Regions from separate parts of the Mus musculus genome. Here regions 1, 2, 3 and 4 are each linked to region 5. The links are chromatin contacts, called in public HiChIP or PLAC-seq maps. All regions are on one chromosome and are shown on one strand. Each heading gives the region's core, a stretch centred on a gene start, on an enhancer-like site or on the middle of the called end of the contact. The rest is flanking DNA. Distances are from core to core; before and after follow the strand shown.

Region 1 (5,582 bases), core at 2,985-5,484, 790 kb before region 5:
AAGTTTGGGGATATTGCTTTTATCAAGATGGGTTTTCTTGTTGTGTGTGCAAGGCAAGTGTCAGAACACTGATACAAGTCTCGAGAGGCCCAGTAAGGTCCGGAGGCCACACAACAGGGGTGGAGTGAGCCTTTGTATTCCTTAAATCTGTGCCACACGTGCTGAGCATTAGAAACTGTGATGGGCGAGCAGTCATGGTTCATAATCTCCAATTGGCCACACTGTGAGGAAGTCATGGACTGGAGAACACTGGGCTAAGTCTGGGTGGGTGTGTGTTTGAGGGGAGGGGAGTCCAGAGCTGAGCCTTAAGAACCGTGCAGGCCAGTGTTCCAGGCAGTGGGCAGTGTGTGTGAAGGGCCCTGGTGCTTGAGGACCCACAGAGGGCCTGTACTAGAGTGGATATTACAGGTTATGACAGGGCTGCAGAGGTGCAAGTCCAGAACAAGATAGCTTCATAGGTCTCTAAGGCTCTGGCTTACTTTATATCAGGGCAGACTGAGCACTGGGCCAGGGCTGTTTTGGTTGAAAACACAGCCAGAGTTTGGTATGAGAAAGCCAGGAGCATATTGTAATCCAGGTCAAAGATGATACCCAGATGTGGGGGTTGGTGTTGGGTGGTTGAGAACGTGCTAGGAAGCATCTGCCTGTTTGCTCCTTCAAGTAACATACAGAGGTCAGGAAGCTGTCACCTGACTGAGTCAGGCTCTCGTGCACCTCCTGCACATCTTAGGTGACTGTTGTAACGTGACCTGGGCCAGCAGACAGATAGAAGCTCACCTTCTGGCTAACACTAATAGATGGCTACGGGCTGCCTGTCTGGCTTATGTACATCTTAGGTTGGTGGCGCTGTCTGATGTGTTTGTACCATCCACTGAGAACAGAGAACTATGGGCCAGTTTTGAGAAACGGGTGGACTGGTTTCTGATACCAATCATGAGACGCCTGAGAGCTCCAAATAGGATGTCCACAGACAGCCCAGAACCTGACAAGGAGATATGTGGTTGGGGATGTCATGTGGTTTATCCAGCACAAAGTTGGTTAGGGAAATGGGATGGAGATTGTGGTGGGTAGGTGTGCCCATGAAGAATGTAGAATTAGAAGACACCTAGGGCATTCGTGGCAGGATATGGTCTGCTACTTAGAAGGCTGAGGATCACTGAACAAAGAAATTTGAGATCAGAGCAATGTGGAGAGACTCTCTCTTTAAGAAAGCATTTATTGAATGGAAATCAATACTTTTTAATATCTGCAAGCCAACGCTGAGCTCACTTTATTCAAGAATGAATAAACGAGATGAATATACAAAAATGTATGCTTGTTAGAAGAAATATGTCCATCATATGGTACTGAGCAGAAGTCACTGAAACAAAATCAAGACAGAGACTCTCAACAGCAACAGATTCCCAAGGCTGTGTTAGGCCTCATGAGAATTAGTTGCCACTAGAGTAGGCAAATAACTTAGCAGGGAGAGAAGAGACCAGGACTAGTGTTGGGAAGGCAAGAGAAATGTGCTAAAAGACAGGCAAGAGCTATCATGGAACACTGCAAACTGCGCAGGGGTCAAAGCAGGAGACCAGCAATACCTGGGATTTAGGAGTGGGCCAGGCCAGTCATCTGCTGTTGAGTTGGGTACAGAGATCTGCTATGAAATTTGGAGGACTGGGTGTGGTGGCTGTCGCAGGACTGCTACTCTCAGCGCCTGGGAGGTGGGGGATGATGGTGCATAAGGCCTTCAAGGTAAGTCTTAGCTACTTAATGAGATCCAGTCTCAGGGACAACAAAAAGGGGGTGGGGAGGGTGTGTGTGTGGTAAGATCAGGAGACCTATGGGTAGTGAAATCAAGTCTTGCCTCCCTGGCCTTACATAAGACTTTCTTTAAGATGGAGCTTGGTTGACAGTGGGTTAAGGGACTGCCCAAACAGCTACGTGCTCTAGAGTGGGTCTTACGAAGGGCTGAGGCTCCAGCTAATGTTCACAAGGTGATGCTCGCTTCGTGAACTGCCTGTGGTGCGGGTGCCCAGCTCAGCGCCCGGCCCCATAGAAGCCCAGGCCTCTTTTTTTCTGTTTGCTGGAGTATTCAGAAAGAAACATCCACGCCAAATCTCTTTTTGCGCGTGCTCCAGTCGTCCCCTGGTGGCCTAAAGAGGGAACGGGCCGTGGTAGCACACTGGCGCCACCTCAAAAGCCAAGGAGAGGCAGGCACCAATAATGAGATGCGCAAGCGCAGTTGGTGGCTGGCTTCGGACGCCGCCGCGCATGCGTGCGCCCCTCCTGGTTTAAAGGCCTGGTTCTTTCCCTGCCTTCCCTAAAGAAGGTGGATCCACTATATGTCCCGGTTCCAGTATTACCGCGCCTGAGATTCACGAAGTCCTGCTTCAGGAAGTCGAAGGCAAAGGACATGGTTTTGCTGGTGGCCTAGCGGTGGCGCTCTGGCATCCCTGGGCTGGAACAGTGCATCATGTTTTCTACTGTCTCCTTGTCTCCATTCTTGCTGCTCTGGTACCCAGAACCTCAGGCCATTACAGCCCCGTGCTAGCCTGCACTTTAGTTCCTCCAGTAGCAAGAAAAGCCTTGATGCCTCTCTTGGAAGTCCCTGAGGAGCGGAGGAGACCTGGTCTCACATCTCACCAGGTTTTGAACCCTTGAGTGATGCACAGCCTCACTTTGGATCCAGACATGGCAGATGGCTCTAAAACCAGCCCACTGCCTTAGCCCATGTGTCCCAAGGCCACATGGCAGGTGGGCCCATCCCTGGTCAGCCCTGTCTTGGCTCAGAGCACAGTACAGGCCAGGGAAGGTCTGCGGGTTCTGAGCTGCCTCCATTTGTCTTGGAGGCTGACATGGAGAAAACCCCAAAGGCCCAGTAGCCCTCACAGTTTCACCACAAGTATCCTGACCGGGTGTCTGGTGCCGAGCTGATAGTGCAGGCCCCGGCCGCAGCCCTGCCGGAAACCGCGCTGCCAGCGGTTGGGGGCCGCAGGCTGGGACAGGAAGCGCCCAGTGCACCAGAGCCTTCTGCAGACCTGCACTGAGACCAAGCTGCCGCCATGTTGAAGATGGACTCCTGAGGCTGGGCAGAGGCTGTACAGTTCACCTACCTATCACCAGGCTGGGGAGGTGAGAGCATCAAGACAGCCTCTGGCCCCACCTGGTCCCTGCCTCCCCACAACACACACCCCTTCCCCTACAACCCCACCCCCATCCATGCCCTTGACTGTGTCCTCCTAGCCTCTTGCCTCAGTTTACACGTGACCTATGGCTGGTCTAGACCTAAACTAGGGAGCCTTAAAAGGTTAGTACTCAAATGGGAAAAGACAGTGCACAACTTGGAGAGAATTCTGAGGTTCCATTTTCATGTGGTGATGAAGCCAGGGAGAAGGCAAGGTTCCCCTTCTTTTGGCTTCCACTCTTAATGAAGAATCCAGGATTCCCTTAAAAATCAGTGTCTTAGTTGGCTTTAGCCACTATCATGAAAAGCTGCCTGGGTGGCTTATCAACAGGGCTTTACCATCCTACGTCTAGAGAATCCTGAAGGGAGGTGTGGGCATTTGGGTGCGGTGAGACTCCTCTTGGTTATTGGGTGGGCTTTTCACCAAGTCCCTCATGCTGGAGAAGGAAAGAGGAACCTCAGAGACCTTATCAGGTCACTCATCTCATTGATGAAGGTTGTTCTTCCATGAGCTAATCATTATCATCATCACACGCATGCACGCACGCACGCACACACACTCACTCACTCCATTAGGGATTAGGCTAACATGAATTTGGGAGCGTACACACATGACTATGGCAAGAACTGGAGTCTGTTGAAATGCTGATGGGAGGTGGGGGGAGGGAGTGATAGGGAGGGAGAGGTGTTAGAGCCAGGAGAGAAGGAGCCAATGAGAAGAGTCAAAAGAGCAGGGTGGGTGGGATTTTGAAAGGACACTGCCAACCAGCATCCTAGGCTAACCCAGCATCCCACCCCCACCCCCACTACAGCTTTGGCATTAGTCTCTGAAGTGGACTGTGGCTGCATTCTCCTGCTCTCCACTCTTTAGTAGTTGAAACAGAGGCAGAATGTTAGTTTTACTCCAAAAAAAAAAAAATCTTTGTTTTGTATCAGGCACTGTCTCAGGCACCAAGTAGGACACAGCCTCCCGTGACTTGGAGAGGAACCAGATACTACAGGGTGAATCATTTCAGGTTGTGACAGAGACTACTATGTCGGAAATGACAGGGTGGTGTGATGAGCAGAGTTTGTCCCTACCGCCTACTGTCCTTCTTCCTGCCCCCTCTCCCACACATCCATCCCAGCCTCTGGTGACTGCAGAACCTCCTGCCTTGCAATTGACTGACCCAGCATGTCCTCTTCCTCTTAGTTCCCAGCTTCCTCTTCAGAGCCCAACTCCTGCAACCAGCTCTTCTAGCCTCTGCTAAAGGTTCCGACTCTACCTGACAGCCCCTTGGGGCCATCTGCCCATCGGAGAATTGTGTTTGCTGTCCTTTCAGTCTTGCATTTTCATCAGGGGACAGGGATTGAATGACAGAAGGCCTGAAAGGGTTGGTGAGCCCCAGCACAGACCCCTGAAGCGCAGGGGGTCTGTCCTCCAAATCAGCAGGGGCAGCAGCCCGGAAACTCTACTGAGTGACACCATTAAGTGCTTTATCAGTTTGCATGCATCTGGTTCTGACAGCAAGTGGAGGTATCAGCCAAGATGCCAGTCCCCCAGACCTGGCCCACAAACTCTGTAGCCAGCACGTGCACAGCCTGGAGCAGACCTCTCTCTCTCTCTTTCACCCTCTCTGCCTACCTGCCTCCTTTCCTCTGCCAAGGATGGTTGCCCATCTTCAGACCAGACCCATTCACAATATACCCGGTCACGTCTTTCACAGTATCTATGTCCACTTGCAGTGATTCAAGCCTTACTGTACTGTGACGGATATCTGAGGGCTTTGGAGCACCGATGCCCAAGAGCGTTGGTTACAATGGGTGGTGACAGAGAGTCTGGGGCAGCCTGAGCGGAGGATAGCTGCAGCGGCTTGTTCTCTGTCCCAGGGCCTGTGTCTTCCCAGGGTTGGTGAGGCAGGTGAGACTGAGGGGTACGGTGGGTTTCCTTGCTGCCTTGTCAGGAATGGTGGGGTGCAGTTCTGTGCTTTGGGCTCTACCTGGAACATCTCACAATGTTCAGACAGACGTGTAAGAGCTTTTGACACAGGCGCCTAGGTACCTCTTTGTCTTCTGTGGGTATGTGAGGCATATAGCCAATGGCAGGCTCACAGCCATTCCAAAGTTTGGATGTACACAAGACACTACCTTCACCAAGGCACATTGTCATGTGCAGCGTATATATACATAGGTAAACATGCACGTCCACCGATAGATGGGCCTTTGTTGGGCACTTGTTTAGCTCTGGATGTTGTTCTTGGCCCTGGGAAGTGAGTACAGAGGGCCGGCATCCCCGTCCTCAGAGCCTTTGATTGCTATAGAAACTCCTGAACCAAGTCAGAACACACATGGAGCACACAAGGGCTAGGTGTGAGCACATTTTTTGTCAGGTTGAAGCTATAACTCCCTACATGGCAAGCAGGGGGGCTTGCTG
Region 2 (5,529 bases), core at 2,153-4,652, 520 kb after region 5:
TGACCCCCAGATCCCATGGAGCCTGTTCACTGCCTCTCACCTAGCTAGATAACAAAGCAGCTGCTGCCCCAGAAAATGGCAGTGGATGCAGCCCACTGTAACACACTGAAGAGCTGAGAAGAGCTGTGTGCTAATCTGGGTAATTACTGATGGCCAATGGCTACCTTCAGCCCAACTGAGGGGGCTGATGAACAGATGGCTGTCTTGTTATTAGAGATATTTGCCATCAGGCAGGTGGCAGCAGGTTTCAAGCCACACATGGGGATTTCTACAAATGCAGGCAAGTTTACAAAGAACAATAAGCAGATTCTTACTTTATTGTGCTCTCTGCTTTTGAAGCCGCCTCATGGAATTGTTGGGAAGACAGTTTATACAGCTCAGCATTCTACAAAGAGAAAACACAAAATTAGTTACCAAAGGTTACCATCTTCTTCTAGAAGCTTGTGGGACACAATCACAATAGAACTGGACAGATGCTAATATCTTAATTGGTGTCAGCTTAGCCTAGGTCCTAGCTCCCATGGCATGCTGATCACTTGATGGAATCCCAGAAAAGTGACTGCAAACCATGATAACTTTTAGTTCAGGGAGTGGCAAGCTGCAGGTCACAGGCCAAATCTGCTGGCTACCTTGCTTATAAATAAAGTTTCCTGGCTACACACACCCAGCTTGTATGCTGCAGGATCAGTGGAATGGCTGTGGTGGAGCCTGCATGGTCTGCAAAGCCTGAAACATCTATTACTTGTAAAGAAGAATGTGCTGACATTGATTTATTCCCATCCCTACTGGACAAATGGGCCATGCTGCCTAAAGAGGTCAAGTGACAAGCCAAAGTCATACAGTGAGCAGCAGTGTCAGGGCTATCCAGTGTCTTGACTCCTAGACTGAGGCATGCTCTGTTGCTTCCCATGATGCACTGTGGGAGGGTCTTAAGGCATGGACCTATCTTCTCTGAAGTTATCCATTACACATATACCTACAGACTCAGGATGGCAGGACAAACCTAGGAGCAAGAACATGCCAGCTGTGTTTGATCCTGGTGTTACAATGTGATTTTCAGTAAGTTGCTTAACTTGTTAGTCACTTCTGGTCACACAGGCCTAGCCTAACACTTTCCTTTTTCTCTAAAGCTCTGACATCTTCGTTTGCTCCCAGAGAAGACTGATACTGACATCCTTTCAGCCTCAGGCCTTTGCACTCCAGGTGGGAGTATTCAGATCCATGCAGTTGGTCAGACAAATAGACTGCAGGGGAAGGCCACATCTGGAGGCTGAGACAGGGTGGGTTAAGTGGGCCCTGTACAGAGGTGTAGGGTAAGTGGTCAGATGTCTTGAGTGGGGTATGAAGCCAGTAACAGATGCCTTTGTGTGGCCCTTTGTGGATGCCAAGGTCAGGTCCTTTGCACAGCAATGTATTCACTCCTGATAAGGGACTCTTGGCGTTTGAGATGAGCAAACAGCTTCAGGCTCATCAGTCCTTGCAATAAACTGACATGACAGTGAAAGGACTCTGGACTCTTAGGGCTGGACCTCCTTGCACATTTGTCAGGCTCCACCTGGCTCTACCTACCTGCTGAAGAAAAGCAACAAGCCAGTCCCTGGATGGACAGGAAAAGAGAAGTCTGAATACAGGTTGCCAGGAGAGCACATTATGTGGTGTGGAACCCGATTAGGTCTATAGGGAAGGGAACTAAGGCAGAGAACTTCCTCTAGGAGACTAGGTGAACACAGGTCTGGGCTGGAATCAGGCTCCACCTTTATCCGCTCTCTGAGATTTCCACTGTCTACAGTCTCAGGCAGGATTGGTGGGAGGTCATCATGAAAAGGAGACTCTTGCAGGAGAGCTTAGGAACACAGAGTCCCTGGCGGGGAGGCCCAGGAACTAGAAGGTGGAGCAGGTCATCTAGCTTATCCCTTCTAGTTTCCTCTCTCCACACCAGGGAGCCTTCTCTAAGGCATGCCAACAACTTCAGTACACAACAGGCATGAAATAAACACAAGTCTTCCTCACAGCCTGGCAGTAGAAGATCTATATTAATGGCACACTCGGGAAGCTTTCTGCTTCTCCTCTGAGTCCTTGCGCTCACATCCCTGCTTCAAATGGTGTGACATTCCCTGATATGGCTGTCGTGGCTGAGGATAAAGGCAGAGGCAACCTGATCAGTCTCTCCCAATTCCTCTAGCACATGTTCCTTTGTGACCACTGGGCTTCTGGTGGAGCCTCCTGAGGATGTGGCCTGGCTCATGGGCTCACAGTATGACAGCACTTTGGTGTGTACTGGCCGCAGTCTGTGGTAAACCACTTACTTCCTCTAAGCTTTGATTTCTTAACTGCAGAGTGAGAGAAAAGCACCCAGATCTCCCCAACCCACATACACCGTAGAGCTTCTGAAGCCACAAAGAACCTCGTGTTCTTTCCACAGACGTGGGTCTTTCTTCCTCATAAAAAACCCACCCAACTCTTTTGAGTTTCTTTTCTTCTATATGTGTTCACGGGTCAGATCACAGGCTTCCAGGCCCAGTCACTTGCTGAGTCCCTCTCAAAGAGAGGACTCAAAGGCTGAGATGGGGCCCATGTACTGTGGGCAAGCAGAAGAGGCCTAGAGCCATTGCTCTGTATGGTAGGCAGCATGCATCTGTCCCAGGGGACATAGAGCCAATCATGTGGTCAGTAGGATTTGTCATAGGAAGTGTCCACAGGCCAAGAAGTGGTTACTGCCACCCCCCCCCCCCGTAGCTTCCTCTATTTTCCTCATGATGACTCAGTGAAAATCCCCCATTGGTCCCATCCTGACTGCCGTGCAGACCCATGGCAGTGGGCTGTGTAACAACCACTGGCCCAGAAGCACAGGAAAGGTCTCCAAGCCACAACAGAGGTTCATTTGTCCATGAGCCCCTGGTTCTCCAGCCTTCCTCATTAAGGACAAGGATCCTGTAGACTACAACTTGTCATAATTGTGGGCTTCTTAAGGACTGGTCAATTTGTTCATCCTGAGAACACTAGGAATGGGGGTGGGATCCAAGTCAACTGGAGCCTGTGCTCTGGCCATATGGATGCTCAGACACCACAATGTCACAATTACAAATGGGCATGAGGCCAGTATTTTGAGCTGTCAGAATACCTACCAGAGCAGCCTGTAAACTTGATCAGACAGTCTTCTTGGGAACTGATACCTGAACTGAACCCAACCAAAGTATTTCTCTCGCTCCCCCTCTCTGCCTCTGGTGGTTCCAACAATGGAGTCCACGGTCTAGTTCATGGCAGACTAGCACTCAACTTTACAGCACAATTTTTGTCACATCAATATTTTCAAAAGTGAAAGCAGGCCAGGGGTTATAGTGAGTGGCAAGCATGCTGGGGCTTGTATCCTGGCCCCACCCATCTCCTTCCTACTTCTGGGTGAGGTCATGGTACACTTGTGAGCACCTTGTGGGCAAGTACTTTAATTAGAGAGCATTCTGTGAGGCACGCTGTGAGTGGGCACTCTGAAGGACCACACTGAAAGCACACCCTGTGAAGGAGCACCTTGTGAGGGAGCACAGTGGGGGGAGGGCTCTGTGAGTAAGCCCTCTGCACCTCAAGTCAAACAGCTCCTACCATGTCCTCTAGGCCAACAAATTCTCCTACCGTTGTAAACAGTGCTGAGGAGAACAAGTGCCTACCTGCAGCTCTGTGTGTGAATGAGCCTATCTACAGAGAATACTCTAGAAGTCAGGGTCTTGAGACAAAGACTGCATTTATTTCTAATGAACTGTAAAGGATAAGAAGATATGAGCCAAACAAGGAGGAGGACCCATGAAGAGAGAGAACATGGGTGTCCAAAGGGCAGTGCAGGTACATGAGGGGAGCAGAGACTGTCAAACAGTGGGATCAAGGGCAGGGAGGGCTAAGATACTCAGTGGGTGCAGCTGACTCAACTTCAGGCTCAGAGCCTGAGTTCCAATGAGGGGTGAATAAAACCCTGGCTTTGTTTGTTTTGTGTTTTTTGAAACAAGGGTTTGTTTTATAGCCCAGGCTAAACTGGAACTCATTATGTAGATAATACTGGACTAAGAGTCACAGTGCTCTTCCTATCTCAGCCTCCTGAGTGCTGAAATTACAGTCCTCAGCTACTATGCCTGTCTGTTTAAGTGAGGGAATAGCAAAGCAGTACTGTTTTTAAAAGACTGTGGCAGCTGTGGACAATGGAGTCCCATCTTTCTGGAGGGGTCATCAGCACTGGAGGGTCCTGGACTGCCCAGGACCTGGGAGCTACAGTTACCACAGAAGCTCACAGGCTTTCTGACAGCTCTCTGATGGGCCTGCACTGTCCGCACGTCATCTGTGCCCACCATCATGAACTGATAGTTTTGGAGACTTTTCTTCCCATAGAGTCCTCAGGTTCCCACTTCTGGAATGCCTTTTCCTCTGCTCTAGACAGCTGCCCCTCCTCCGCTGCCTGCAGCTGCTTCTTGAGCACATCTGAAGGCAGAAGACCTGATCTCCATTAATTAAATTTGCCATTAAAAATTAAATAATGTGAGTAAGAAGGTGTGAGCATTATCTCTGTGGGTTTCAAAAGTCGCAGTGTTTCTTCAATTACTTCCCAAGCAGTTTTCATATTTCATACTGTCTGATTTCTCCAAGGGCCTGGATTTGCAAGATCAAAAGAGAGTGTGAGGGTGAGAGAAGCAAGGTGGGAAGGCGGGAAGGGGAGGATAGCATCAAAACATGTCGTGGGCAGGAGAGATCGACCTGCTATCCCCAGGCAGAGCTAGGAGAAGCAGCAGAATGGAAAGATGTAGGGGCACAGAGGTTGGCAGCAAGTCTCCCAAGTGCAGGTCAGGGTGAGGCCCATGTGTCCATGTATATGACAATGGATATGGAAACAAGAGCTTACCCTATATGCCTGGAAAAGAGCTGCTCCTGGGCCAGAGCCCTCAATACAGATACCTAGGCCAAAAGCATTCAGGAATGATCTACTAAGGAAAAAGAAAACAGGGCTGGGTGTCATGGAGACCCAGCTTGAGAAGGGTCATAGCATTAGAGAGAACTCAGCTGATATCACTATGGAGAAACCATGCAGGGCCATGTAGGAACAGAGTGGGCTTCTGGTGTTCAGGTCAGGACCTCTCCTCCTAGTGTGTGTCCTGGGCAAGACTTGCATTGCCATGTCCTCTCCTCTGTACAGTAAGATGATGGAGTAGTCAGCACAGGCTGGATGGGAGTGGGGGCAGGGCAATGCATTATAGAATTACACAATGCCTGGCACACACTGGACACTCAATAAATGTTTTAAGAACTTAACAAACAACGCTCACTTTATGCATATGAACCAACAAGGCCAGCAGAGTGTGGAAGAATTCTGAGAGCTGAGGAGTGAAAGAAGGCTCATCATAGGGCTTTTAGTCTCATTTGCTCATGGTCTATCCCCAGAGCCTGTGAGAGGGCCTGATACAAGAATTGCTGAATAAATTAAAACCAAGGCCAGAACCATAAGAGTGATGCACAGGCTAGTTAGGAGGAAGACAGTTCCTAAGCTCCAGCTCT
Region 3 (5,451 bases), core at 1,302-3,801, 560 kb after region 5:
GGGCCAGGAAGCACTAGCTCAGTGATATGCGGAGGACACAGTCCCCAGCACTAGGTCACAGGATACTGAATCCCAATGTCAGGGGTCCCTTTTTGGCCTCCCACTACCATACCAGCAGGAAATACTAAGGGATTCACATGGTCAAATCCAGCTGATCTTGGCCTGTGAGGGGAGCACTAAAAAGGAAAACATGGGAATGGTCCTGGAGCAACTATTTATTGAAAACTATTTAACAAAATCCTCTCCAACTGGAACAGGTGACAACTTGCACATGTGATGAAAAGCCACTCCTGGCTCTCCAACCTATAAGTGTCCAGTTAGGAGACTTAATGTGCTGCGGGGACCAACATAAAATACATGTGAGCAGGAAGCACTGCATATTGTGGCTACTGTAGGAATGCACAGAAACTACTCCAAGATACTGATTGAGTCTGGGCTGAAAAGGACCCTAGCAACACTAAAGAGCAAACAACACAAATCAGTAGCAGTAAGCAGCAGTTTAACCACAGGGCTAGCCTTTGACCTGGGTGGCAACTCCCTTTCCTAACAGGGTCTCCCAGCATTTAATTTGACTTCTCTGGCTCAGGTTCCATGCACTGAAGGAGGAAAAAGGGAACAAGCCATTGTCATGAAAAAGCCTAACTTGTATGACCATGGGCTTCAGAACTAAGAATCAACTGTAATATGACTGTTGGATAAAGACTTATACCCCAAACAAATAGAAATCCAAATATCCTGGAAGAAGGTATTTTTGGAAAAGAAAAATCGAAGGAATTAATGTTTATCCCCTGAGGTAAGATGAGGACATTGTAGTTGCATAAGAATTACACTTTTGAGACTTATGTGAAGTACCTGGGGAGAAAGGCCATGGCTGCTGCAAATTGGCTTTTAAGGTGCTTAAGCAAAGAACAAGGCAGAAGCAACCATGCCACGGGGAGGGGTGCTTGCAGTGCTCCTGTGTGCTCCACTCAGGAACCTTCCCCAGCAACAGTGTTGACTTGAGCCTGGCAGACGCTAAATATTGATTCCCTGAATTCAGGTGGCCAGAACCTCAGGGCAGCAAACTCTAACTGCTATCTGTAACTCCACCCAACTTGTGGTACCACTGCTGTGGATGGCCATGCCAGTTCACTGCCCAGTAGGCTGGTGAGAGTCCCCACTTCCTGGACTTGTTTGAGGATGGGACAAAAAGAATGAGAATGAACCACTCACACTATGCTGACCTCTGTATCCCCACTCTGGCTGCATCTCTCTCAAGATTTTTCTCTGGGAGTCCTTGTCACTTGTTTCATCTCTACAAAAGTGCCCTGCTCTGCATCTCAGTGGCACCTCTGGGTAGGCCTCCTGTACTCAACAGAGGTGTCTAATGGACATGCCTGTGCAGCTGTTCTTGCAGCAATAACACGCTTACTCACTGTGTGGCTTGATCTCTTCACTCCTAAAGAACCTGTGGCCATTTGTTGGCATGCCCACTTCTGACTCTGGATTAGCTTCTGCTGGACCCTTTCCAAAAGGTGTTAGGAGTGTTCCTTTCGGATATACAGGTTTTCCACTCCTTTCTCAACTACAAATATACTCTTGATGAAACTTCTTGAAAACACGGCCAGCCCTTTCCTCCTCACATGCCTACCTCGCCCCTACAAAGCCCAGTGTTAGCTTCTCCAGAGAGGAGGACTGACAAGGCTCCCTGGGTGTGGCTCACAAGTCCTGCTACACAGGCTTTCTTGGGTCTACGCTCTCTGCCCCCACAGAATCCGGCCTGCTTCCCACATTCTCTTCCAAGATGATGTAGAGAGGCAGCATGGTGTGGTGAAAGGAGCAGACTCCATCTATCAGCTGCACGGCTTCTGGCAGCTTGCTCAGCCTGTTTCCGAGTTCTTTCATTTGTAGAACACATGTAATATAATCTAGCTTGCAGGGCTGAAGCCAGGATCAGCGATAACTTATGAAAGGGGCCTGGCACATGGTACAGGCTCACAAAATCAGAGTGACTATTGTCTTGTAGGATCCACTCCTCTTGCTTAACACTTCTTAACCATGTGCTGGACATTCTGCCTCATAAGCACATGTCTAAAATTAAGCTCATCACTGGCCCCAAAAGCAGTAGCTCACATGACTTTCTTTCCTTCAATGGTACCATTATTCTCATGGGCTTTCAAGCTCAAATCTCTCTCCAGCTTTCAGGCCTTACAGACTTTAAAACTATCTAAGGCCACACATTTCAGTGAGGTCCCTCAAAATCACATGCCAATTTCTATTCATCCCCACCTCCGATGGCCTATGTGTGAGGCACCTCTGCTGAGGCTGGGCCTCCACCTTTTAGGCTGCCATGGCATCTTGGTCATTCTCCAAACACTGCTTCCACTAAGCAGCCTTCTTGGCAAAGCTCCCTTCTTCCCCTCCAATAACCCAAATGCATTTGTTTCCTGTTTATGTGCACATACTTTCCTCTCTTTACTCTGGAAAATATTTACTAAGCCCCTATTATATGCCTAACACTGCATTCCTGGCCCCCACCGATGAATCACCCTTTCTTAATGACACTGATCAGGACTGTGCTCAACAGCTTTTAAAGGAAGGAGAGAAAAAGCCATAGACACTAGCATGGACTAGTCAACATGGTATGTGCTGTGTGTGCTATGATCTGTGGGAGGGCCCCAGGCCCCAGGAGAAGGGAGAAAGCAGCAGAAGATATCAGGCACTCCCTGGTGGCCTTTCCTCCTCAATGGCTGTCCCTTTTTTTCCTCAAAGTCTAACATACTGACAGGTGAATCTTTCGTAGGTCAGAGAGTGGATCTTGGCCAACCCATGCACCTGAAGTGACCAGTGTCCCACCCCCAAGCTACATATCTTTCAGTCAGGCTGTCTCCACTGTTCAACCTTGTAACCCTCAGATCTGCTTTGCTGTTTTTAATGCAGATAGATCACACATATCTCTTCCATACCTGGCCTCTTTTAGTTCCTTCACAGGGTTTGCAATCTTCATCATTGCTGTCTGCAGCAACATGCTGCTCATTCTTGCTCTTCACTGGATAGATGAATGAATTCCTTGATTCTGGTCTTAGGCTTTCCTGAGCACTGCCCCATGGCTTCTTCTGGAGAATCTTTTGCGTCACTAGGTACATCCATACCTGGTCATAACAGACCTAGACCTCAGTTTCCTGACGCGGCTTTGTCAATGTACTCCCATAGCATCGTCTGAAACTCTCACCTGCTCTCACCTCTCTCATGGTGGCCTTTCTGCTGAGTGTAGGATAGTGTCACCCTGTGAGTGAAGGCCATGCCTCCCTGGTGTGTACATGCTCACTAGCAAGTGAAAACATTGTGGATACACTGATTGACACCCCAAGAGACAAGGATACCTGTGCCTAGTCAGGCAGGCTTTGTGAGTGTGTTAGTAAGATGGCTGATCAGGACTGTCTGGATCTGCTTACAGGCCTTCTTTATCAGAGAAAAAGGAGGAAAAAGGGTTGACCACTCAGGAATAGGCAAGCAGATGTGTACAGACGTCTGTGCTAGGAAAGAGCCAAAGTCTAAGAAGAATACAAACATTTCTGAGTTTTGTGCTTTCTCCAAATTCAGTCTTGGAAGCTAGTTTACAAGCTTTCTCCTCTGTGCAGCTGGCAAGTTTGGGAAAGTGAGATGAGGTCTTACAGAAGTGGGGAGGGGGTTCTTTGTGGCCCATAAACTAGAGCAAGGGTATCAATCAGTTCTCTCTATTCCAGAAGACTCTACAAGGTGGAGCCACACATTGCTTATGCCTCACCACCTCCCCTCCACACCAGAGGATCCATGGCCTGCCCCAAGCCTCACCACCTCCCCTCCACACCTGAGGCTTCCATGAAGCAACAAACTTGAATCGATGTGGAGTGGTTATGTACTTAAAATTAAAAAAGAGGAAAGGGTGAAAATAACATTAAAGAGAACTTATTACTTATGTCAGTGTGCATCCTAATGTTTGCTTTACACAAATAATGACTCATGATAAAATAATGGGCAGATAAACACCATACTCAGCACACTTGTTTTTCCATTACCAAGGCTGAACTAGAAGATGTCTACAGGACCTTAAAGCATACTTGTCCCCTCTCTTACTCAGTTCAATGGGTGGCCATGGTTAGTCACAGTCAAATGAGCTTTTACCAGCAAAAGCAGTCAGCTCTGTGGGCTTTTCAGGCATTTCACAGGAGTCACTGTGAGAAGCAAATGCACTGGTTTAAGAGATACAAGTCACCCCAGCTGATTCTGGGCACACTGTGGGGATCCTACCCCAGTTTGTTCATCTCCTAGAACAAACATGACAGCTAAGTGCATGTTCAGCTCGAGTGCAAGCACGATGGTAAGAGATCCTCTGAGCACAACTCCGAGGACAGTGAGGGTTTCACCTACCTGGTGCATGTATCTAACACTCAATAAACATTCTCTTGGTGTGTGAGAAATGCCAGTTCAAACTAGCCCCAGCCCTCTGCACAATGCCTTGCTTGTGGGACTCCTGGTAGGCATTCATAAAAAGCCTTATAAAGCCCAGAGAAGAGGTTTCTCCATCTCAGAGAGCAGGAGATGAGGGCAGACCATCTTCAGACTAAAACTCACCTCTGCATACCTAGGTTCAAACTCACAGCATACATGTACATACCCATGCGCATGCACCAATCCCAAACTAAAGAACTCACTATGACACCATACAGGATCCCAGGTGGCTACAGCGCAAAACCAGAATCTTGTCTAGAGCAACATTTCCATAGGTACTGCCTACATTAGCCTTCATTCTTTCTTCACAGATGGCACAGATGAGTCTATCTTAAAGATGAGGAAATGGAGACATAGAGAGAAATGAGAACTGCAGAACAACAGAGACAACCTAGCCTTTCAGACACTGATACCCAGGCTCTGTCAGCTCAGCTGAATGGATGACTGTCCCCTGTGACTAGTATGCCTATAGTTTTTCCTCAGGTGCATGAAAACATTGGCCCATGTCCTCAGCAGTTCACTGTTATCCTTGGCAAAATTCAACACTCTACACTTATAGCTTTCAATGTGGTACACTGTATAGTTATGTGGAAAGTTTGCAGCCTCTCCTTCCACACTAAAAGGCCATCATGGCAGAATAAACACAGTAGTATAAAAGCACCACAAAGTCTCCTTCTCTTGGACCATGAGCTTGGATGGTGCAGACTTTCCTTCCCTACCTGTCATAATGACCAGGGGAGGCCCACATGGAAGCCCAGGACTGGCCCCAAGGACGGCAGAATTCCAGCCTGAGGACTCCACCATTCCACCTTACTCTTCTTGCCTTGCCCTGAACCCTGATTTGTTCAGAGCTCCAGAATTAGCCCTTCTCCTCCTGGGCACGATCCCACTCTCCATGCCATGAAACCAAATGGGGTTCCACTGTCCAGATCTTCCCCACTTACTCTTAGATCAGGCTTTGTTGTCGGTGCCTATGCTTAA
Region 4 (5,293 bases), core at 1,684-4,183, 650 kb after region 5:
GGGGGTACACACCCACAGATGTATAACACAACCACAAACACCTAGGTGTTGATGAAAAGAAGTCACCAGTGATGACTTCATTCCCATTTCCTAAATATAATGACAACAGATTTTGATATACTGAGTTTAAAAACAAAGGGGGCTACTGGTGTTTTTTTTTTATATAGATTAATGGAATGTTCCATTTTTTTCAAACCACACGAATATATCTGCATCTAATGAGACAGTTGTGCCTACCTGTCAAGCCTAAATAATCAAGCTGCCAAAAACGGAGCTACAATGACTCAAATGCAGACACCCTGCAGAATCCCTGGGGAGTGCACACCCACAGGGTTTCAGGAGCAAGGGAAAGATACTTCCAGATACCAGTTGTGCACTGCAGTGTCAGAAGTTACTGACCCTCCAGATAGGGTACCAAGTCAGGACTCAGGAGCCTGCAGACACAGGTTATCTTCACCTCCCTCTTGAGACTGGCAAGATGAATACCACTCTGATGCTCTATGGCTGTCACCTCCTTCCCTTGGAGACACAGATCTGCTGCCTGCAGCCAGGGAAGCTGCTGTGGAGAACCCTACCCTCCATCCCCGGAAGCTGCTCTCTTCCCCATTCCTGGTCAGAACTACCTATGCTGATACCTCTCACAGTGCTTGGCAGAGCCAGGAAAGCTGGCCTTTCTTTAGGACATTTTCTGCACATAATTAGGAAAGTCTCTCAGATTCTCTTTACAATCTTTCTTCTCCAGGATTTCTGAGTATGATAGCTAGCAACCTCTTCTGAGCAAAACACCAAACCCAAGTAGACTGGCAGGGGCCTTGCTTTCTCATGGTAGCCATCTCCTCTATTGCTGGCCAGCTTCTTAATACGGGCACTACTCTGAGGCTCAGGTGAAGGTGTCTAACATTTCATCTCTGGGGTTCGTTCCATATCTAAAGTGGCTACAAATGGAATGTATTTGGAGGTACATTATCCCTAAGGAAAGACCCTGGGGCTCCTGGCAGCATCACACAGGCAGAAATCAATCTCTTTGTAAACCAATTAGAGGTAGCACACATGCTTTTCACTTTGCAGTGGAGCAGTTAAACAGTCTGCTTTGGAAGGAAACATCAGGAAGAATGTTCCTGGATAACTTTACCTCCTCTCTCCCCAGTTTGCTAAGTCTCAGCACCTTAGCAACAGCTTTGCCATGAGGGAGTGTCCAGGCAAGCACAGAAGTATACAGTCCTGAGAGCTGAACCATGGCTAGCTTTAGGCATCTTCCCCTAGAGAGGGAGTTCTACTTCTTCTTTGGCGACTCTGTAACACAACGAACCAGAACTCTAATTGCTAGGATGATTTATGGACTGATATGCATATTAAGTCCCTTCCTTTTTCTACCTGTATTCTAGAAACTGTACACAGAACGTTGGGGGTATCAGCACTGCTGTGGACAAAGGAATGTGCTTCTCTTCCACCTGGAACTTACATAGCCACACCACTTTCAAGGCGGTATTCTCCCCCATAAAGGCTAAGCAGCAGAGTCCTTCCTCCCTAACCCTGAGGAATGACAGTCACTATGGCAAGCACCTTGTGAGTAACACCAACTTTCAGTGAGCTGGGAATGTATGTATGCTGTGCCCTTGAGACCACTGTAGTACAAGAGCTTGCAAGACAGGAGGACAAAACCCAGAGCTCTCTTTTCACCCACTACTACCTAAAGGACAGTCATGAAGGCTCTGAGCAACTACTAGGAAGCAACAAAGGCATTAAGGCCAAAACAGGTGGGGGCAGCTGATCAGTGTCTTGGAGTGGCTGCCAAGAAACCGAGAAGAATATGGCTAGGACCAGCTCTCTGAGAAAGACATCCCTACAGAGACCTTCCATATTTACATGAGACCCCACCCTGCTGTGGAGTTGGCAGCAACCAATTCAGGGCAAGCCAGAGCTATGGTAGGCATGCAGGCCAGCTACAGCATGCTCATAGGAATGTCACAGATGATCTTGCCATGTCATCCTCCTGGAGACTCTCCAGAAGGACACAGAAGAATAGGACTCTTGCCACTAGACCCTGGCTTCTTCAGAGAAATGAGCAGCAGTGGCTGTACTGGGAGCCAGCATTAGGATCCTTTAACCTAATGGCTATTCACCACAGTTCAAGTCACCGCTAGGTTAGCTGAGTTCCCTCCATGTCTTCTCCGGGCCTTGAAAAAAAAATCTCCCTTGCTGCCAAAACTGGCAGTCCATCCGCCTACAAGAAAGTCAGAATCTGCTTGTTTTGTGCAAAGACGCCAAGAAAAGGCGCTTGAAGGATGTCACCAGCTCTTAGAGAAGATGGTGCAAGGAACCCTCTGTCTCCTAACCATCTGTCTGAGGACAAAGTCCACAGAGCCACCCTTAATCCCACCCTAATTTGAGGCATTAGGCTATGAGCAGCCTGGACTACACAGCCTGAGAAAACAGTAACCTATGGTTGATAAGGGAATGACCCAGACCATCCCTCCTCAAACCTCAGCATTTCTCACCCTGCCCCCCCATCTAAGCCCAACTGTGCCTCTATTGCTCTGGACTCAAGCCAAGCTGCCACCAGCAACATCCTCGGAAAGAAGCAAACCACAGCAAGAAGAGGGAGCCCATCCTCCAGCCAGTGCATTACAGGGGCTGGAAGATCTCCTTCTCTGATTCTCAGGGGCACCACTTGGTCTCTTGAACTGCAGCAAGCCTAGGGCAGCCACAACAGGAGAGTAGAGTTAGCAAAATCAAAGGCTAGGAGAGAGGTGGAGAGTCTGCCAGAAGAAAAGGCATCTCTGGCTTCCTAACCAGGTTCAGTGTCTCTAGAATCAGCAGTTACAGACCCACTAAAAGGCATTTGGGCAAGAGGACCCTTGCTCTCCATCCCACTGGGTCTTTTGCAGCATTTCAATCGTCCCCACCAACAAGTGGCCCAGGACTGCCACCTAGTGGACTCTGCTCAATAAGCACGACAGAGAGGGGCCAGACCCGAGAGAGGTTGGGGGTGGATGTACAGCAGTGTGACCTCATTCCCAAGATTCAGTGGGATTCTCCCAAGCTGTGCAATAAGCCAAACTTTTGAGAAAACAGTTACCCAGGAGTCAGAGTGAAAAGCAGAAAGAAGTCAGTTTATGAGTCTGTCCTCCTTCCCAACTTTTCCCAAGAGCAGACAGCAGCTTCCCTGCTCACACCTGCCCTATGGCAGTACAGGAAAGGAAATTCATGGAGTAGGCACACCAATTCCAAATGCCCTTCTATGCTGCTCCTTCCAGAGATTTCAGGACATGAACTTCTTAGAAAATACTTTCCATGGCCATAGGAAGTGGCTCACTGTGGACACAAGAGGTGCTCCCGAGAGGAAGATAGGAACCCAGATCGAGTATGTCTGGTAAAGGGTTGCACAGACCTAGTATACGTCAATGTCCGGGGCCCCTCTGCCTCCCTTTGCTTCCTAGCCAGGATGAGATGAGCAACTTAGCTTTGCCATGTCCTTCCACCTGCCTCCTCACTGCCAGAAATATAGCCAGCTATGAGCAGAGAGTTCTGAAACCATGAGCCCAAGCAAGCGGTACCTCCCTTTCAACTGTATCTCTCAAGTATTCGTCACCGTGGCCAGCACAGTTCCTAATGGCTCCTAGAGAACAGAAGCCACACAGAGTTCAGAACAAGATGAATGTGGGAGTCACTGAGGGTGGGGCAGTGAGGAGGCAACAGCAGAGAGTGAGAATTTCCATCTGTCCCCAACAGCCATGCCTCCCTCCTCCACTGTGACAGAGCTTCAGCTTGACGACAGTTAGACACAATTCCTAAACAGCTTATAGCTGAGAGAGGCCACAGGACCGTCCAGCCAACAGGACATGTCTAGAAATGGTGTGCTCAGTTCTGTTCTTGCTTTTAAACTGGCCGTGATCTCACCAGGCCCCCCTCCCCATCAGGGAGAGCTGGAGCAACCACCTGGAAGCCACACATGCTGAGGCTGGAAACCCTACGAGCCCAGACCACCGAGCTATGGAAAAGGGTGCTGGGTCTTTCTACTTGTGTCACTCACTGTGCTGCTGGGCTCCCAGTCAATATCCTGCCTATCTACTCAGTCCTCCAAGACAATCAGTGTCCTGTCTGATCATCACAACTTTCCCTGGGATGGTGGTGAGCCTCCCACTGATCTTGCCTCCTCCACTCTGAGCCCTCCTCCACCTTGATAAAGACCTACCATAAGCTCCCTCCTATCTCCAACCCTGACTGTCCCCTCTGCTTGAGAAATCTTGTGACTTGAGGACTCCCTTGCTTGCCCCTTTTAAGTCACAGCTTTCTCAGCTTATGACCCCAGGCTTGTCAACGAGTTCTCCTCCTCTGACCTTGACTGCAGTGCTGCCGCTCCTCATCCTCAGACCTCTCCCCCTCCTCCCTCAGTCTAAGTCCTACTGACCCTCAGGCTTGGTCCAAGTGTCAGTTTCTCAGAGAAGCCTCTTGCACACCTCAACCTACATTAGGTCCTTATTGCTACTCTCACTAAGCATTGTCCACCTCACTAGCATCTCTCTTAGCTCAGTTTGTAGCTCAAGAGTGTTTGCTTGTTTGATGTCTGCTTTTCCAAGGGGAGTCTAGGCCACAGCAGAGCAGGTTCTATGTCAATAATGCATGTCCAACACACTAAGACAACAAAGCCCAGATAGACAGCTGCAGCAGAGGAAATAACAGAAATCCATGTGAGGACAGTGAAACTCAATGGACAGATTTGTTGGAAAGATCATAGAGACATCTGAGGAGGCATTCATGGAAGTAGAAGCCAAACTGTCTGAGAAGTGAGATCACAGCTTTACCACCGCACCTCCACCACCCTCCGTGATAAAGGGACAGGAAGAGGAGGGAGGAACCTAGAAGGGCTGCTTAGGAAAGGCTATCGTCTTCAGAAAGGGTACTAAGTATAAAGAATGGGGCTCTGGGGAGGAGGAAGCGACTAGGTCCAGGATCCAACCCAGGTCACTTGAAGGCAAGGTACCTCAGAAGCAAAGACTTAGAAGCTAGGAAGGGGCTAGGGAAAGGTGTGTGTGGCTGGTGTGGCAGAGAGTCTTTGCAATGGGATGCCAGGAAAGGTGATCTTTCTAGACTCTCAAGGTCTCTCACAACCCTCAGGAGCTAGGCCCAGGTGTGGAGGAGCATCTAACTGAAACACCCAGGCTGAACAGTCATATGTGGCAGGCCTAGAGGATAAAACAACATGCAGAAGCAGTTCTCAACACAAACTTGTCAGACAGGAGAAATGCTCAAGGTTAGAACCATTGCAGGCCTTGGAGAAAGCCAGAAAGGA
Region 5 (5,043 bases), core at 2,240-4,739:
TCGTCAATCTAGAGCGGAAGGAGGGCTAGAATGTTTGGGCACGCCCACACCAGAAAGCCCCGCCCCGCTCCCCGCCCACAGCTTTCAAAAGGCTGAGCCCTCGCCTCCTGCACACCTAGGCTTAACCCTTCAGCGTTTACCACGCTAAGGCAAGGAAGCGGGACTTTGGGTCACTAGTGGCTCTGAGGACCAATCCGGCCTTCTAGAGTGTGACCTAGGTATCTAAGTGTCGGTATGGCCACTTGTTGCAACTGAGACTGTTTCCTGATTTCTTTTTTTTTTTTTTTTTTGGTTTTTCGAGGCTGGGGTTTCTCTGTGTAGCCCTAGCTGTCCTGGAACTCACTCTGTAGACCAGGCTGGCCTCGAACTCAGAAATCTGCCTGCCTCAGCCTCCCAAGTGCTGGGATTAAGGGCGTGGGCCACCACTGCCCAGCTTGTTTTCTGATTTCTTCCTGATTTGGCATCAACCTCTCCCAAAGCACTGAGGTTCAATCCTTCAAGCACCCAGGCTGCTGTGGGCTTTTATCAAAGTGGGAATCAATTGTACTTGGCTGCAGTTGGCAAAGGTATGGGGAGGATGTTCCAGGTGAAAAGGGCCTGGTGCGTGATGCAGTACAGCGAAGGCTGGGAGTATATAGGGATTACCACTCCCTTGGTTCAAAGCTTGTAATGCCCAGGAAAGGTGGGAGAGTTCAGACTGCAGATTAGCAGTCTGTCTAGGAGTTGGAGCTCTGTCCTGACATGAGGTCACCTGAGGGATCTGTTAAATCGAGGTGTAGGATGAATCAGTAGCTACCACCTGACGAGGTGGGCAGAGACAGGCTGAGTGCTTCCAGTGAGAGGCCTGCTACTGTTCCTACAGTCTTAGGCATCTGGTTCTCAGCTACTGGGCAGGATGTGACTTCTGCTGTATGCACAGCATCAATAATCCCACACAGAACCTAGTGTAGGGCAGAGAGGAAATCAGGAAGGACGCTCAGAAAGGGGGATCTGCAGGCTTTATAGTACAAGAGATACCCCAAGGTGCTAAAGGGTATCTTAGGGAGATGGGCTAGTATGACCTCTGAGACAGGAATCCACACCCTCTTGTCTGCTGGATGCCACTGTGGTACCCAGAGCTGCTATCGATGCAGGAAGGTACTGCATCTATATGCCAGAGACTCAAAAATAAATAAATAAAAAATAGAAAGCATATTATGCCACCATAATAGGATATGTTCTTTGAAAAGCTGACTGTGTCCACCATAAGCCCCTAGGCCCCTACAAGTTCCAATGATATGACAAGCACCCAATTCTTAAAAAAAAAAAAAACAAAAAACAACTTATCTTCCTCCTTTATAGAATCTCTCATTACTGGTCTGCCATTCCATGCTTACCCATCCTTACTAGCAGGGTGTCATGGACAAGATAAACCAGAGCCACATTCTGTGAAGAGTCCAAGTAGCCTGGGCCTTGCTAGACCTGGTGACAACGGAGAGGGGTAGAGTCACCACAGGCCTGGAAGGACCCTGCAGGTGGGTAATCCCTTTACTGTAATGGGATAGAAAGAGGTGTGGTTTGTAATTTTGAAAGATCAGAACAGCGAGTGAGATTGACATAGGGAGGGTCCCAGTGTCCCAAACATGCTTTAGGTTCCCAAGATGGGCACAGCTGTCCATACCCTGCACTGGTGCAAGCCAGGAACACTACCTGACCGATCCCCATTCATGTGACTTCCTGGATGCCACACTGTCCTGTATGCAGAGGCCACAGTGATGGAGGAGCAACTGCCTCTGCTGCCAGAGGGAAAGAGGCATTCGATGACCTCCATCACTCAGCAAATGCCGTAAAAATCTCCCAGACATCACACATGGAGCCCCGAATTCCAGAGGGTCAAGTGCAGAGTGACATACTGTTACTGTTCTTCTGAGACATAGCCCTGGCTAGCCTCAAACTTGAGACGATAGTTCTTTATTTTTATTTTTATTTATTTATTTATTTATTTATTTATTTCAGAGACAGGGTTTCTCTGTGTAGCCCTGGCTGTCCTGGAACTCACTCTGTAGACCAGGCTGGCCTCGAACTCAGAAATTCGCCTGCCTCTGCCTCCCAAGTGCTGGGATTAAAGGTGTGTGAGACAATATTTCTGTCTCAGCCTCAAGAGCACTGGGATTACAAACATATCATCCCACCACACCCCGTTTGCTTAGTCCCTAGGCCCTTGTGATTGACAGTGGGGTTTGGGGACAGGTGCTGGAGAAAAGGCTTAGTGGTTATGAGCATGGTTAGAAGCCCTGAGTTCAATTCCTGTGGCCTTTTTGACACCTGGAGGTCAAGGAGGGCCTAGGACATGTATTTTGCTATTATTCCTAAACAGGGCACTGTATTCTCTTGGCAGGAAGTTGGGAGCTCTTGATGGTTTTCAGGGTGGCTGTTACAGACCTTGTAGGCGCAGGCAGGCACAGCCAGCTTCTGTGACTAAGACCAAAATGGACAAATGGGACTAACCTGGAAGTCTCAGGGATGCTAAGTCTCGGACCAATCACAAAGAGGCCCAGAGTCATTCCAGCCCCTGTGTGACCAGGACGGGGCAGTCCTGGGATCCTATAATAAACAGGTGCCTACATCTTTAACCAGCACTGAGGCACCTCTAAGGTGTTGCTGAGACACACTGCCCCCCCCCCCAATGCCTGAGGAAGGGGTAGGCAAGTCAATACCTACTCTTGAGGGAGAGCCCAGGAAGCTCTCTGTGAAGAGAGAATGTGAGAAGACAGGCCCGAGGTTGCATGCAGAGAAGCCCAAGGGCAGCCACAAGTTTGAAAATACATGGCCTATAGGGCAGATCCTGTGGCCGGCCAAAGGTGCACAGGTAAGCAGATGACCTGAGATGAGGCCTCCAAGTTGCCCTGGGGGTGTCCCACAGGGAGGGAAGGCGACAGACAGGAAAGACTGTCCCTCTGGAAGGCACCTGCTTAAGCAAGAGATCTGGTCTGGCCACTTCCTAGCTGGATGGCTTTGGACTTATTCCCTTAACCCCTTCAGGTTTCTTCTGCAAAACGCCACTAATAGCACCCAGCCTTCAGGGTGACTGAGACCAGGACTGGAGCCCTGTAAACGCCAGATCCCTTTGAAGTGGGCAAGCACAGGGCGTCCGAGGAAGGGATGCCCTTCCTTCCCTCCTTCCTAGTCCAGGTGACCAGAGGTCAGTATTTATGGGGCGCCGGTCCCTTAGGCGCCATCCTCAAAGACATAGGGCGACCCGGTCGGAGGACTGGAGCTGTCCGCAGAAAGATGCGGGGCAAAGGCACAGCGTGCTCAGTACGCTTCCCGAAACGCTTTAGGGGTAAGCTGTGCAGAAAAAAAATTCTCCCCTTTGAAGTTTCCGTCACCCACACTTTGCTTTGCTTCGACTGCAGTCCCTTTAAGAGCTCCGCGGGCCGCCTCGCCCATCTGAGGAATTTTATTGGTCTGTTCCACTCCTGTGGGTGGAATCCCGTTACGATAGGCTGCTGGAGGCCGAGGGGGCGGGGATGAGTGCCACAAACAGGGGTTGTGACTGTTTTCACAGTTTTGCTTAGACGAAAAACACTAGCCAAGGCGCCTGAGAGTCGCCGCTGCCAGGGGAGGACCGGGGAAGTCCGCGGGTCCCGTGAGTCCTGCGCGCTGGCGGCGTCCGGCCACCTCTGACCGATCCACGTAGCATCTCAGCTGCGGTTCTTGCGCGACGCTCCCCGGTTCTCGCTACCTCGCAGGGGTCGGAGTCCCGCGGCCTGCGCAGCCCTGCTCTCAGGTAAGCGCGGCCGAGTCCTCATCTCCTGCTCCGCCAAGCTAGCGAGGAGGCCCTGCCCCTGCTCCTTCTTCGGGTTCGGGCCTACCGTCTCCTTCTGTCCCCGTGCCACTTGGGGTACAGCCGCAAGACAACCTTTGAGAAGTTTCTGGGGACCCTAGCGGTCAGGACCGGATCCTGGATGGAGCTGGACACCCGCCGCTCCGGGTGCAGCCAGAGCTCAGCGGCAGCCGGAAAGACCAGCCCATGCTCTGCCTCTGCCTTCCTGGCCTTGCGGAAGGAAGGGCAACTCCACTTAGCTCCGTAGCGAGGAGGGGGTGGTGGGGTCTGGGGTCCAGACACCCCCAATCCTTGTCCAGCCTGGTTGCATTGTGCTGGAAATGTGTGCGCGTCATAGCATTTTTTTGAGATCTTACCTGTTCTAGAGGGTTGGGTCACAAGACCTAGGACAGACAAGACACACAAGCATGTAAATACACCTGCTGCCGATGGAGTCCCAGTTCTATAAACAGCACACCAAAGAACTGGGTGGTGGTGGAGGAATCGGGAGGTGGAGGCAGGGGGGAAATCAGAAGTTCAAGACCTGCCTTGGCTTTTTGCAGAGTTGGAGGCTAGCCTGGGCCCAATGAGACCCTATCTTTAAAAACAATCATTGAAAGAACAACAGCCAGGTGGGCTAGATAAAGTCCACTTAGAGGGGGAGGTAATGAGTCAAATGATGGGATCAAGCTGCGGGTAAGCAAACACAAAGGCCCCTGAGGTAGGGGAGATATAAGTTGGTGGCTAAAGAAGGGCAAGAAGGATTGTCAGGAGGCAGAGGGCAGGTCACCTGGACCATCCCTTCTTCCTGTTGTCCACAGTGGCCTCTTAGGACACAATCTCTCCTCTATCACTGAGGCTGACAGATTCAGAGAGGCATGGAACTTAGCCTCTATCCTCTGGGGATTTCCTATGCTGCTCTGCAGCTAGATTTAGAGGCTTAGCAGCCTAGGAGGGAAGGGAGAGAACTTTGGGGGGCTGCTTGCACTGCTACCTTCTACTGGGTAGGAATCCCATAAAAGAACTCAGAAGGTTTGGGCAATCCCATTGCACAGATGGGAAAGACAAGCTCTCTCAACCTCTCCCAGGGCAGGGAGAGAAGGCCCTTGGGGAGGTGTCTGGGGTGTCCGAACAGGTCCCACCTAGGCCCAACAAGCTAGCCACAGAGGGTAGGAGGAAGGCGAGGCTTGAGTCGTGGGCAGGAGCCTGGCCTCTGGAGAATGCGCTGAGGTCAGAGC

What was found. HiChIP or PLAC-seq counts read pairs in DNA pulled down with a chosen protein or histone mark.
Region 1: an H3K27ac HiChIP or PLAC-seq map of bone marrow-derived dendritic cells shows a contact between it and region 5, with 5 times the contacts expected there. The contact joins the enhancer-like site here to the promoter of Tpra1 in region 5. A contact is called at or near these places in 15 of 39 promoter capture datasets (the 3T3-L1 cell line, 3T3-L1-derived adipocytes, the C10 cell line and 9 more), 5 of 484 Hi-C or Micro-C datasets (the G1E-ER4 cell line, cardiomyocytes, cerebellum and 1 more), 17 of 115 datasets of contacts at active chromatin or transcription factors (the NIH/3T3 cell line, the SCID.adh cell line, T-cell acute lymphoblastic leukemia and 8 more) and 1 of 9 other capture datasets (adipose tissue).
Region 2: a contact with region 5 is called in an H3K4me3 HiChIP or PLAC-seq map of bone marrow-derived macrophages, with 2.4 times the contacts expected there. The contact joins the enhancer-like site here to the promoter of Tpra1 in region 5. A contact is called at or near these places in 4 of 39 promoter capture datasets (the C10 cell line, liver, neutrophils and 1 more), 1 of 484 Hi-C or Micro-C datasets (bone marrow-derived macrophages), 11 of 115 datasets of contacts at active chromatin or transcription factors (the 230-238 cell line, bone marrow-derived dendritic cells, bone marrow-derived macrophages and 8 more) and 2 of 9 other capture datasets (adipose tissue and macrophages).
Region 3: a contact with region 5 is called in an HNF4G HiChIP or PLAC-seq map of pancreatic cancer cells. The contact joins the enhancer-like site here to the promoter of Tpra1 in region 5. A contact is called at or near these places in 5 of 39 promoter capture datasets (the 3T3-L1 cell line, cranial neural crest, hippocampal neurons and 1 more), 1 of 484 Hi-C or Micro-C datasets (bone marrow-derived macrophages), 6 of 115 datasets of contacts at active chromatin or transcription factors (the 230-238 cell line, bone marrow-derived macrophages, forebrain and 2 more) and 4 of 9 other capture datasets (adipose tissue, liver, macrophages and 1 more).
Region 4: an H3K4me3 HiChIP or PLAC-seq map of bone marrow-derived macrophages shows a contact between it and region 5, with 3 times the contacts expected there. The contact joins the enhancer-like site here to the promoter of Tpra1 in region 5. A contact is called at or near these places in 13 of 39 promoter capture datasets (the 3T3-L1 cell line, the C10 cell line, the HPC-7 cell line and 7 more), 1 of 484 Hi-C or Micro-C datasets (bone marrow-derived macrophages), 17 of 115 datasets of contacts at active chromatin or transcription factors (the 230-238 cell line, T-cell acute lymphoblastic leukemia, acute myeloid leukemia and 13 more) and 5 of 9 other capture datasets (adipose tissue, embryonic stem cells, liver and 2 more).

Annotation. Positions count from the first base shown.
Region 1 is chr6:88,104,002-88,109,583 of GRCm38.p6, forward strand. Rpn1 (ribophorin I) reads left to right here. Exons shown (of 10, transcript NM_133933.4): 10 at 1-1,303. It overlaps Mir6376 (microRNA 6376), which reads right to left and starts at 257; the gene lies at 127-257. Within about 2 kb of position 4,235, at least 27 of the 459 cell types and tissues checked have an H3K27ac peak or open chromatin away from gene starts, as enhancers often do. A contact at or near this core is called in the G1E-ER4 cell line, the HPC-7 cell line and bone marrow-derived dendritic cells, where this site is marked.
Region 2 is chr6:89,419,434-89,424,962 of GRCm38.p6, forward strand. It overlaps Chchd6 (coiled-coil-helix-coiled-coil-helix domain containing 6), which reads right to left. Exons shown (of 8, transcript NM_025351.3): 6 at 315-385. Among named protein-coding and RNA genes, the nearest start is that of Gm52910, 11 kb to the left of the region's middle. Within about 2 kb of position 3,403, at least 134 of the 459 cell types and tissues checked have an H3K27ac peak or open chromatin away from gene starts, as enhancers often do. A contact at or near this core is called in the 230-238 cell line, adipose tissue, bone marrow-derived dendritic cells and 4 more, where this site is marked.
Region 3 is chr6:89,460,065-89,465,515 of GRCm38.p6, forward strand. All of the region lies in intron 5 of Chchd6 (coiled-coil-helix-coiled-coil-helix domain containing 6), which reads right to left. It overlaps Gm46966 (a long non-coding RNA gene), which reads left to right. Exons shown (of 4, transcript XR_003956465.1): 4 at 587-5,451. Among named protein-coding and RNA genes, the nearest start is that of Gm46966, 9.6 kb to the left of the region's middle. Within about 2 kb of position 2,552, at least 27 of the 459 cell types and tissues checked have an H3K27ac peak or open chromatin away from gene starts, as enhancers often do. A contact at or near this core is called in adipose tissue, bone marrow-derived macrophages, macrophages and 1 more, where this site is marked.
Region 4 is chr6:89,550,563-89,555,855 of GRCm38.p6, forward strand. The region is part of intron 4 of Chchd6 (coiled-coil-helix-coiled-coil-helix domain containing 6); the gene reads right to left. Among named protein-coding and RNA genes, the nearest start is that of Chchd6, 42 kb to the right of the region's middle. Within about 2 kb of position 2,934, at least 38 of the 459 cell types and tissues checked have an H3K27ac peak or open chromatin away from gene starts, as enhancers often do. A contact at or near this core is called in bone marrow-derived macrophages, forebrain and pro-B cells, where this site is marked.
Region 5 is chr6:88,898,762-88,903,804 of GRCm38.p6, forward strand. Tpra1 (transmembrane protein, adipocyte asscociated 1) reads left to right here and starts at 3,490. Exons shown (of 12, transcript NM_011906.2): 1 at 3,490-3,769. Mcm2 (minichromosome maintenance complex component 2) reads right to left here and starts at 19. Exons shown (of 16, transcript NM_008564.2): 1 at 1-19.